Regions from separate parts of the Oryza sativa genome. Here region 1 is linked to region 2. A link is a contact called in public HiCAR-type data. All regions are on one chromosome and are shown on one strand. The core of a region is the stretch at or near the end of the contact, and the rest is flanking DNA. Distances in the headings are between cores, read along the strand shown.

Region 1 (5,090 bases), core at 643-3,142, 220 kb before region 2:
TAGTACGTAATGGATCGAAATGGGGAGGGACTGCTTCTCTTTTAGAAAAAAAAAATGTAAAATTGAGATGAGCTTTTATAAGACATGTAAGGCCATATGTCTAGTGTAAGTATGATGCTAGCAAGCACATTTTAGCATCTTAAAATAAAAAGCAAGCACATTAATATTTTAGGAGTTAGCATGGATGCAATACAGTAGAAGAGGAGATGCCAACAAAAAAGAATATGGAAAATTTGTTTCATACCATCAAAAGTTCCTGTGTTTTGCTTTATACCATCAGCGTTTGTGGTGTACTTTAACACCATCCAAAGTTTGCTCCGTTACCTATCTACTCCACGAAATGTGCTTGCTAGCATGGATGAAAAAGTAACCGAAACAAACAGTTGTGGTATACTCCTAAGTAATCCTAAGTAGCCACCGGATTCAATACTTTATTCTCAATCGTCCTTCTAGTCTATTCCCAATTATATGGGTTTGACCCGTTACAACGTACGGACATGTTACTAGCGTAAGGAAAGAGATGGTTTCTGAAAGAGTTTTTTTTTTCCAACAGTCCTACCCAATCTATAGCGCTAGACAAGAAAGCGAAAGCTAAACCCATATTTATTACCGTAATGTTGCAAACTTAATATTACCTGCAATAGACATGCCCTAACATGGTTTCAGGACCACAAACCAGAGCTCTAAAATTCCGAGCACATGTTCAGAATATATATACATTTTTAATTCCCTTCTATACTACTCCAACTTACCTCTATGGAGGTAAGAGGCTAAAATTGAAACTAGATAACTGAATGTTCTTATATTTTTCCTAATAAAAATATAATTGCTCCTTTCATTTAATACTTATATCACAACATGTAGCCATATGAGCCAAAACTGTATTAGCCATATTTTAGCGAATAAGGCTCAATGCGATTCTGTGTCTGAGCTCTGGCCTGAAAATTCTTGTAACTTTATCTCACATATGGTGTGTGAGGAAGCTTCTCATGAGTAATATATTCCCTATTTCCCCGCAAAAAAAAAAACTTATATCACAACAAAAATGGAAAAGACCAACACTGAGTATTGTAGAAGCTAGTACTTTTGGCAAATGTGCCCGAAGATCCCCAAAACAGTTTGTGGCATAATTCAGAAGATTGTTAGCTCAGAAATCATTTCAGACTAGGATATTGCCGACACATCAGAGTTCTCGTGTAATCACGAAGCAAGGAACTGTACAGTGCAGTGATGATATACAACTATAGGAGAGGACGAACTGATACTGACGGATGCTGTGTGTAAAATATCTCTGTAAAATCAGGAATACTGGGAGACTGATTGGATGATAGGTTTATACGGTCACAATCATCTCGTTAAACACACTTTTCATTAAAGAGGAATTACCAAATACAGTAATTGATTCGACGGTGCCGCGAGAAATGTGCTATATATAAATGCTCACCTATATTTGGGCAGATTAGTTAATTTCAGGAATTTTCCACAGAGAAAGCTAAATGAGTGCTAAATGAGTCGCATTGCGTACTACTACAAGGGTCCAAACAGAAATTGATATCTGAAATTAGCTTTTCTTAAGATAACAATGATATTTTTTTTTATTGAAGCACAAGGTGTGCCTGAAATCGAATTCTGAAAGGTATTCTTATTTTTCAGAGGAAAATGTACAGTGGTACCATTCTGAAAGCTAATTGAGAGATGACAAGGCGTGAGAAGGACCAAACTGTCCTATATACATGTGGTCATTTTCCATCTCTTGCAATAGGTTATCAAGACCCCTCCTGAAACATGGACCGTCCAGATGCGATCCGACGGACGAAAAAAACCAATGGCAGAATATTTCAGGCTCTGGCATATCCAAACATAAATAAGTAACATAAGGTTCAGCTCTGCTCCATCCATGCATCGCCTCCATTATTCATGCTTCGATTCTCCATGCTTTCCTCTACTGCTCATTGGTAACATTCGGCAAATTTGACAGGTGAGCTCAGTATTTTAAATCTTAATGTAGTACTTTGGTGTGCTAATCTTTGCTCTGTTCAAAAGAGAATTCTGGTTTCTTTGCTATTTTGAAAAGAGAATTTTCGTTACAGGACTTCAACTTCCATAATACTTTTTTTTATAATTAAGGCATGATATATATCTTCTTTCTGAATTCCACGGGAATTGCACTTTTTCCTGAGAAATTTGTAAAGAGCATGCCTGTTAATTGCAAGGGGCCCCTAACTCTGTTATGAGAAAAGAGAACTATATAAGATGCTCAATAAGCACCTCTTTTTTTTTTTCTGTTAACTGACCAAAGCCTGTCTATCTGCATTTTTTTTTGTTTTTTGTTTTTCTTGTGTGCAGATGGGTATATTGGTCATCTTGGTGGACCTGCAATGCTGCCGCTGCGATGCCAAGATCAGGAAGGTCCTGGGCTGCCTTGAAGGTATAATAAATTCTGCCCGAATCGTCCATGTTTGATTGAATTTTCAAGGCTAATCAGCAGTGTTCCTGCTCAATTGGGAGCAAAACCTCTGTTAAAAAGGGTGTGTTTGAATGAATATAATTGAATATGAACGCAGAGGAGTACTGCATCGAGAAGGTGGAGTACGACGTGAAGAACAACAGGGTGATCGTGCGCGGGAAGTTCGACCCGGAGAAGCTGTGCAAGAAGATCTGGTGCAAGGCCGGCAAGATCATCAAGGAGATCCTCATCGTCGACGTCTGGCCGCCGCCGCTGCCGCAGCCGCCGCCGCCGTGCAAGCCGCCGCCGTGCGAGAAGCCTCCGGAGGACTGCAAGCCCAAGCCCTGCCATTGCTGCAGCTGCGAGAAGCCCAAGCCCAAGCCCAAGCCCTGCCACTGCGAGAAGCCCAAGCCCTGTCACTGCGAGAAGCCCAAGCCATGCGAGAAGCCGCCGCCGTGCAAGCCGGAGGAGCCGCCGAAGCCGCCGCCGGAGAAGCCGCCGCCGAAGCCGGAGTGCAAGCTGGTGCCGTACCCTTACCCGGTGCCGTACCCGTACGCCGGGCAGTGGTGCTGCCCAAAGCCTGAGCCGCCGAAGCCGCCGCCGGAGCCACCGAAGGAGCCGGAGCCGCCGAAGCCGTGCGGGTGCTCGCACGCCTTCGTGTGCGTCTGCAAGCCGGCGCCGCCGCCGCCGCCGCCGTGCGGGTGCTCGGGGGGCCACGGGAACTGCGGCTGCGGCATCAGGCCGTGGCCGCCGCAGGTGTGGCCGCCGCCGCCCGTCTGCCCGCCGCCGCCGTGGTGCTACACCGAGGACAACGCCAACGCCTGCTCCATCATGTGATGGCCGGCCGGCGGTCGGCGTCGATCACGATCATCTCTGCTGCTTAATTTCCTTGCTTGCTACTACCTCTGCTCCTTTCCTTGCCTCGGAAATCGGAATAAATTAAACACGAGGCTGATCGATGTGTTTGTAATTAATCCATGGTGTTTGTGTTGTGTGCTGTGTGGGCTGTATAATAATTAATTACAGTATGTTCATGTAAATTTGTTTGTTTGTTTGTTTATGTTGTTCGATATGTATAATTATGTACAATAATTAATCGTGGAGAGGCTCACTAAACTCATAAACTGTAGAGTATCTTGGCTGTAAAAGTGTGGCAATTTATCTTTTTCTTGTGTTAGCATTGGCTACAAATAGTTTTTGGCCGTCTTTTCTCTTCGTTTCTCCCCTTCTTTATGAGATTAATTGTGTGCTGACCTAGATCAAATTATAGCGCGCTGACCTAGTTTTATTGTAACTGCTCTTATGGATGTCTGCTAACACCATCAAACATGATTACCGTGGTATATTTGTCTTAATTACTACTAACTAGGACTACCTAGGGGCACCCTTGCATATGTTTTTTTTTCGAACGACCAGATAGATTTGAGTCATTTGACTAGCGTTATATTAATAGGAGGGAAAAAAAATACAAAGTACAAATATCCAACAGGCCGAGAAAAGAGAAAAAAAACTGTACATGCCTACGTGCAAACAAGATTGCACGAAGCTCTCCTCACTCCTCATGGCAACATTCTCCCAATGTGTTTAGCATCGAAAATACCCCACCAACCTCGTCTTGGATGTGACTGGTCATTTGGTGTATTGTCGCCTCCTTTTCCCTCTGAAGATTCTTACGTTCCATTCCTTCCAAATTTCCTAGGCGATGAGCAAGAAAAGAGATCTGAGCCCTTTTTGTTTAGTTACTTCCAAGTCGCTTGTTCCTTGTGTCCACCAATGCAAGAGGTTTCTACTGTCATTCCATTTCAGAATAAGCCAATTGAGAACTCCAAACCAGATTTACTTCGAAACCAGGCATTCGAACATAAGGTGGTCGACAATGTCGAGATTCCGGATTAGCAGAGTTATTTGGTTTGAGAGTCACATTCCTACAACCAATAGAAAACCATCCTATGGACCATTTAGATAGTGTCCTAGTATTTGCTTTTATATTTGCTATAAATATTCTTCCTTTATTGTTTTTGGAGTTCACAAACTTAATAATCAAACTTTGTGATTTTTTAATTTCCATTAACGAATTCAAGGAACCACCTTTATCTCTCATCTTCATTGCACACTACTGATTTCTTTCATCCTTAGGGACATATGGTTGATACGGAGACTGTTTTTCTATCATTATCTAAAAAAAATCTAAGGGGCATATATATATTGTGTTTTCTCTCATTCATGCATTTCGCACTTTTCCCTATTCGTGAAATACCATTTCCCACATGAGTGCAATGTTTCTTCTAGACCTATTTTCGAAATAAATAAAATAAATAAATTCTCTACCTCCAACACTACTGTGGTTCAAAGATACCCTGTTTTTTTTTCTCTTAGCAGTAGACAGTCATAACGTAGGTTACCTATCTATGGGTAGGTTCGAAAGAGCAATATTATATATATAAAAAGAAAGCAAGTGATTACCAATCTGTGTCCATCCTTAACAAAAACATGCCCAGGTTCATGATCATGACTCATGAAAAATCATCATGCTCGATGAGAGCACAATTATTGATTTATTAAGGATCGATGTATGGATGGATAGGCTATGTAGGCTAGTGGTTGTGGTTGGCAAGCAGGCTGAGAGAGAGAGAGAGAGATGGAA
Region 2 (5,150 bases), core at 583-3,082:
CAACAATAATCTCCTCCAGTTGAGCATTTCCTTGCCCTTAAGCCTTTCGGTGTCAGTTCATATTGGCAGGTCCCTGATTGAAAAAAAAAAGAAAAAAAGAAATGATCCTGCGTGTGCATAAAAACCTATTCGTCCGATCTAAGTTTGAACAATATATCATAGTAGTTCCCTTCATGATTCTCATACGATATGATTTCTATTTTCCCATCGAGCATAAGCACAAGATATTAGAAGTTCTTCACAAGAAAAGCGAAAGCGTGAATTCTATTATCATAACCTTTTCACTAGAAATACTTTGTATTGAAGATTTCCTAGACTTAAATGTTTTGCAATGAAGGTCGAATTATACAATCCTCGGTGGTGAAGATAAATAATCCTAAATAGGGTCTTATCAGTTATCATGCTCCACCATGCAACAACTGTGAGTCTGTGACTACCTAAGTTTTTCATGTGTCATTCATCAAATTTACATGCATGTACTCTCAATGGTGGAAGGTTGGCAAAAACCATGAACCAAGTTGGACATCTTGATGTTAGTGTAGAAAAAGAAGATATTTTTCTCACATGAAACAAATAATGATAATTTAGGGAGACATGTCTTTCTAGATTTCTCACCAATATAGTCTGAGTGTAAAATGATATAGAATACGGGAAATATCCTACAAAAGAACTTGGCAAAATGATCATTATGTTTTTTCCAAAAAAAAAAACTAGACTCTAAACCGTGTGGTGCGATAATTACAACATTTTAGGACCTAATTTGCAACACGTGCATGAATTTCATAGAAACATAGAAAAAGATCCCGCGTTTCAAAGAGGCCTTATCCGGTTAATCCAATTCATGGTTGGGACCTGGATGGGGTGGCTGACACAGACCTGGACAGGAATGCGACCCAGGAGCGGCAATGCACACATACCTGGTTGGCCACAATCCCCAGTTGTGCAAGAAACGAAGTGCCTTAACTGAAACTCTACATGGCCAGTTGCCTTCATACACAGTAGTGCCTTCCGCGTCTCAAACACCATGCCCATACGGCCATTGCCGACCAAAGATCCCTCCTTTCTGCTCCAGTGCCTGCCCTTAATAGGTCCCTGTCACACAGCAAGCAAAAGCCAATGTGAATTTCCAGAAGAAAATAAACAGAAAGATGATTCAGCTGTGCTATTCTCCAGTGTTTTTTTCTTCTCCTTTTGCATGTAAAAGATTTTTTTATTTCTTTCTTGAAAAGAAAAGGATTTTCCTTGCAAAGATATCATGGACAGAAAGCACCAAAAAAGTGTCAAACTGTGCTTGCTCTTGCTCACCACTAAAGTTTTTTCCTAGTCCACACCAAATGCCAATATTCCTATTCCCCTCCTTATTTAGAATTAACAAGCACATCAAGGGGGTAGAAAAAGTGATGCATATCATATCACAACAGTGCTCTATCTTCTTCCCTCTTGCTGAGAACTGAAAACAGTAGGTGGCTACTCTCATTGGAGCCCCCTCCCCCATCCACACCCACTACTTAATATTAATAGTTAGTTAATACTCTCTCCTAAACTAGTTTAGTCCTCCTCTAATCACACACACACACCCTAGTGACTAATTAAGCCTCCCCTTGTTAATCCTCCCTCAACCACTCTTTCCTTTTCCTCCCTCTTTGGGAAGAGGAGAAAGACAAGTAGAGAGAAAGAGAGAGAGAGACCACCCACTAATCCTCTTAATTAAGGCTTAACTAAAGGCATAATCTTGTGTTGTTCTAGTCATAATTAAGGCCACTCCCTCCTAATGTGTTAAGCCACACCCTTTCTTCCTCCTCTTCTTCTTCTTCTTCTTCTTCTTCTTCCTATCCCTGTTGCTTCCTGCCCCTCCCCTCCTTCCTCTCTCTCCTCGACGAGGTCTCCCGGCGGCGCGATGTCTGGCGGCGGCGAGGTGTCGGGGAGGGCGCCGCGGCTGCCGAGGTGGACGAGGCAGGAGATACTGGTGCTGATAGAGGGGAAGCGGGTGGTGGAGGGGCGAGGGAGGGGGAGGGGGCGGGGCGGCGGCGGCGGCGGCGCCGCCGCGGAGCCGACCAAGTGGGCGGCGGTGGCGGAGTACTGCCGGCGGCACGGGCTGGAGCGGGGCCCCGTGCAGTGCCGGAAGCGGTGGAGCAACCTCGCCGGCGACTACAAGAAGATCAGGGAGTGGGAGCGCTCGCTGTCGTCGCCGTCGTCGTCGTCGGCGGCGGCGGGGATGGGGAAGGAGGTGTCGTTCTGGGCGATGCGCAACGACGCGCGGCGGGAGCGGCGGCTGCCGGGGTTCTTCGACCGGGAGGTGTACGACATCCTCGAGGGCCGCGGCGGCGGTAATGCGGCGGCGGCGGCGGCGGCGGGGAAGGAGGGGGAGGAGGAGAAGGCGGCGGTGTTCGACAGCGGCCGCGCCGCGGCCGGCGGCGGCGGCGGCGGCGGGGATGATGGGCTCTTCTCGTCGTCGGAGGAAGAGGAGGACGACGACGAGGCGACCCCGCCGGCGACCACCCCGGCCGCTGCCCCGGCCCCACCTCCGGCTCCGGCGCCGGCGGTGCCCGTCCTGACATCCGGTGAGCGCGGCTGCTCCATTCTTGCACGTAAAAATTGAGGCTTTCCTGTGTTCTTGGTTGACAAAAAGAAGAAGAAGAAGGCTGCGAATTTGTGTACTTCAAAGAACTGAATTTGGGGTGTGTGATGGGTGGGTTAGTTGCCTATAAAAATTGACGTTTCGATTGCAAAACAACTGTTCTTTTTTTTATGGTAACAGTTCATGTTATGCATCGAATTTCCCTGTGAGTTCAATCACTTGATGGCTTGATGCCCATCTTCCTTTTTCAGAAAATTTCTTGTTCAGTTCTTTGTGGTGGTCTGAACTCTGAAGAGTTGGAATTTGCAAGTAGTTGTGTTTTTGGTCTTTGTTGCTAACCTAATGGATATTCTGTTTCTTCTGTTTTTTTTTAAAAAAAAAGTGATCAATATGTTTATTTTCACCTGGCAAAGGTTTGTTTTTGGTTGGCTGATTACTGTTTTTGCTCCTGTGGTTTGTTGGTTGCAGAGAAGAAGAGTGATCCACCTAGGCAAGATGCCTCAGAGCAAGGTACTGATAAATAACCGGATTTCTACCTTGCAGTTCTCCCCTTTTTTTTCCCCGCTCACGTTTTGCATGTGCTTCAGCATCCCCTGATCTTCCACAATTTTTTACTGTTCCATTGCTTTGATCAGATAATTCTTGGCAGCAATATTTAAACATTGTGTCACTGCGTATAGTTTAGATATGAAAATAGAAATTAACTAATAACAGAATTGTAGGGAGCCTGAACACAAAAAGAGAACTCAATGGTAATTATCATCCCTAAAAGATCAAATCAAATTATACCTTAAACGCGTGTGTTGTGCCCTTGTCAAATTGTTCTATGAGAGAACTGTATCTGACTTTGCTTACAATACAGTCCCGAATATATGAAGCAATCTAGGACCCAAGGACCTTGGGTGAAAGCACAAACATATTTCTACTAATTAATCACAGGCAGCAATTGTGGCTTGTCTTCATTTGACAACAAAATGAATAAATTGGCAGTCAACAGATTCGATCGTAAAGTTTGTCTGTTGAATTTATTAACATACATGTGAAGCATCAAATTTTAGCAGGTTTGCGACATTCCGAGAAACACTCAGTTTCACGCAGTGCTGGTTCAGAATAAATGCCCAAAATGCAAAAGATGCAGACTAGGAGCCTTTTGTTATTAGTACCAGCGAACTGATTGTATCATTCAGCGCATAGTGACCCTTTTTTCAGAAATTGTATGAGGGCAGTGGATATTCCATCATTAACTTTTGCCCAGCAAGGTGGAAAGCTTCTTTTCAAGTATTGTGATAAAGAAATGAATGGAAGAAGTATAATTATTTCACTGCATTTATCCTGTTCACTTCACCTTTCCATATTACATTATGCTATCTTCCCTACTTGATACAGTACTGAATAAACATGATCAGCGACCTGTTCCTCGCTAGTTTTTACTTGTGTGTTTCAGAGATACTTGTATAGTCTAATATGCAACAAAAACATAAATCAACAGCAGTAGGATACACAGCAGGAGTATTAAACTTCAGGATCACCTCATGAGAAGAAACAAAAGTTATAGTAGCCTTTTTTTTTCTTTTATAAAAAGGGAAATTGTGTTTATCTTGAATTGAAACATTGAAAGCCCCTTTGATGCTAGAACTTTGCACATTCATGCAACAAAGTCAGAAAAACTGCATTTATCTAACCATCTAAATTTCTTGACAGCGGGGACGTCCAGAGCCAAGCAACCGGAACAAATTGTCGAGGACTCACCAGCTCAGGGCGCGCACAAGAGGCAGCGCAGCGACGACGCCTCAGGAGAAGCTCCTGATCTGCAGGGGCAGCTGATCGAAATCCTAGACCGGAGCAGCCGGATGGTTGCAGCCCAGCTGGAGGCGCAGAACATCAACTGCCAACTGGACAGGGAGCAGAGGAAGGACCAAGTGAGCAGCCTACTTGGTGTGCTTGGCAAGGTGGCTGATGCCCTATACAGAATCGCTGATAAGATGTAGCCGCCACTGTAGATGTCTTGAGCTCGGTAAATAATTCATTACTCCCTGAAAGAAGAAAAAGAAGGAAAATGCATGGGGTTATATTCAGAATGTACAGATTGATATAGGGTTCTTTTGCAATTCAGTTTCTCTCTCTTGCCATTGGTTCTGAAGAAGAAAATGAGCTGTTTTTTTCTCTTGGGAGATGTATGAGCCAACAGCATTTAAACGATCTTTTTTATCTGTACATACGATGACCTAACATTGTGTTTTAAGATGGATCTTGGTTCTGAGGAAGTGAGGTCACCTGCAAGTGCATACCTGCAGTCTCATTAGGTTTCTCTGTAACTGTTAAAGTTGTTTTCTGAATGTATAGTGAAGAACTGATAGCGATAGAAACCACTATTTTTGACATGAGAAAGAAAGAGATGATTCAGTAAAGTCAGCTTACCAGTAAAAGTTTACATCAACATCCACAGGACCACAGTAGCTCCCAGTACAAGATTAATTAAACAATAAGTACCACAGTAGAATTATAACTGGTTAGCTCAGATCAGAAGATCAAAGCAAAAGTACATCAACATATCTCCTCAACTTGCATAGCA

What was found. HiCAR-type assays count read pairs that join an accessible place to other places.
Region 1: a HiCAR-type map of leaf shows a contact between it and region 2, with 2.2 times the contacts expected there. The contact joins the promoter of LOC4335725 here to the promoter of LOC4335704 in region 2. A contact is called at or near these places in 1 of 15 Hi-C or Micro-C datasets (seedling) and 1 of 4 datasets of contacts at active chromatin or transcription factors (leaf).

What each region holds. Positions count from the first base shown.
Region 1 is chr4:20,201,399-20,206,488 of ASM3414082v1, reverse strand. LOC4335725 (protein PYRICULARIA ORYZAE RESISTANCE 21-like) reads left to right here and starts at 1,892. Exons shown (of 3, transcript NM_001402363.1): 1 at 1,892-1,978; 2 at 2,347-2,428; 3 at 2,565-3,653. The coding sequence starts at 2,347. The coding sequence ends at 3,283.
Region 2 is chr4:19,980,321-19,985,470 of ASM3414082v1, reverse strand. It overlaps LOC4335704 (trihelix transcription factor ASR3), which reads left to right and starts at 1,832. Exons shown (of 3, transcript XM_015781291.3): 1 at 1,832-2,561; 2 at 3,047-3,088; 3 at 4,280-4,863. The coding sequence starts at 1,898. The coding sequence ends at 4,566. LOC136356084 (a long non-coding RNA gene) reads right to left here and starts at 1,092. Exons shown (of 2, transcript XR_010740764.1): 1 at 918-1,092. It overlaps LOC107280807, which reads right to left. Exons shown (of 2, transcript XM_015781290.3): 2 at 5,054-5,150.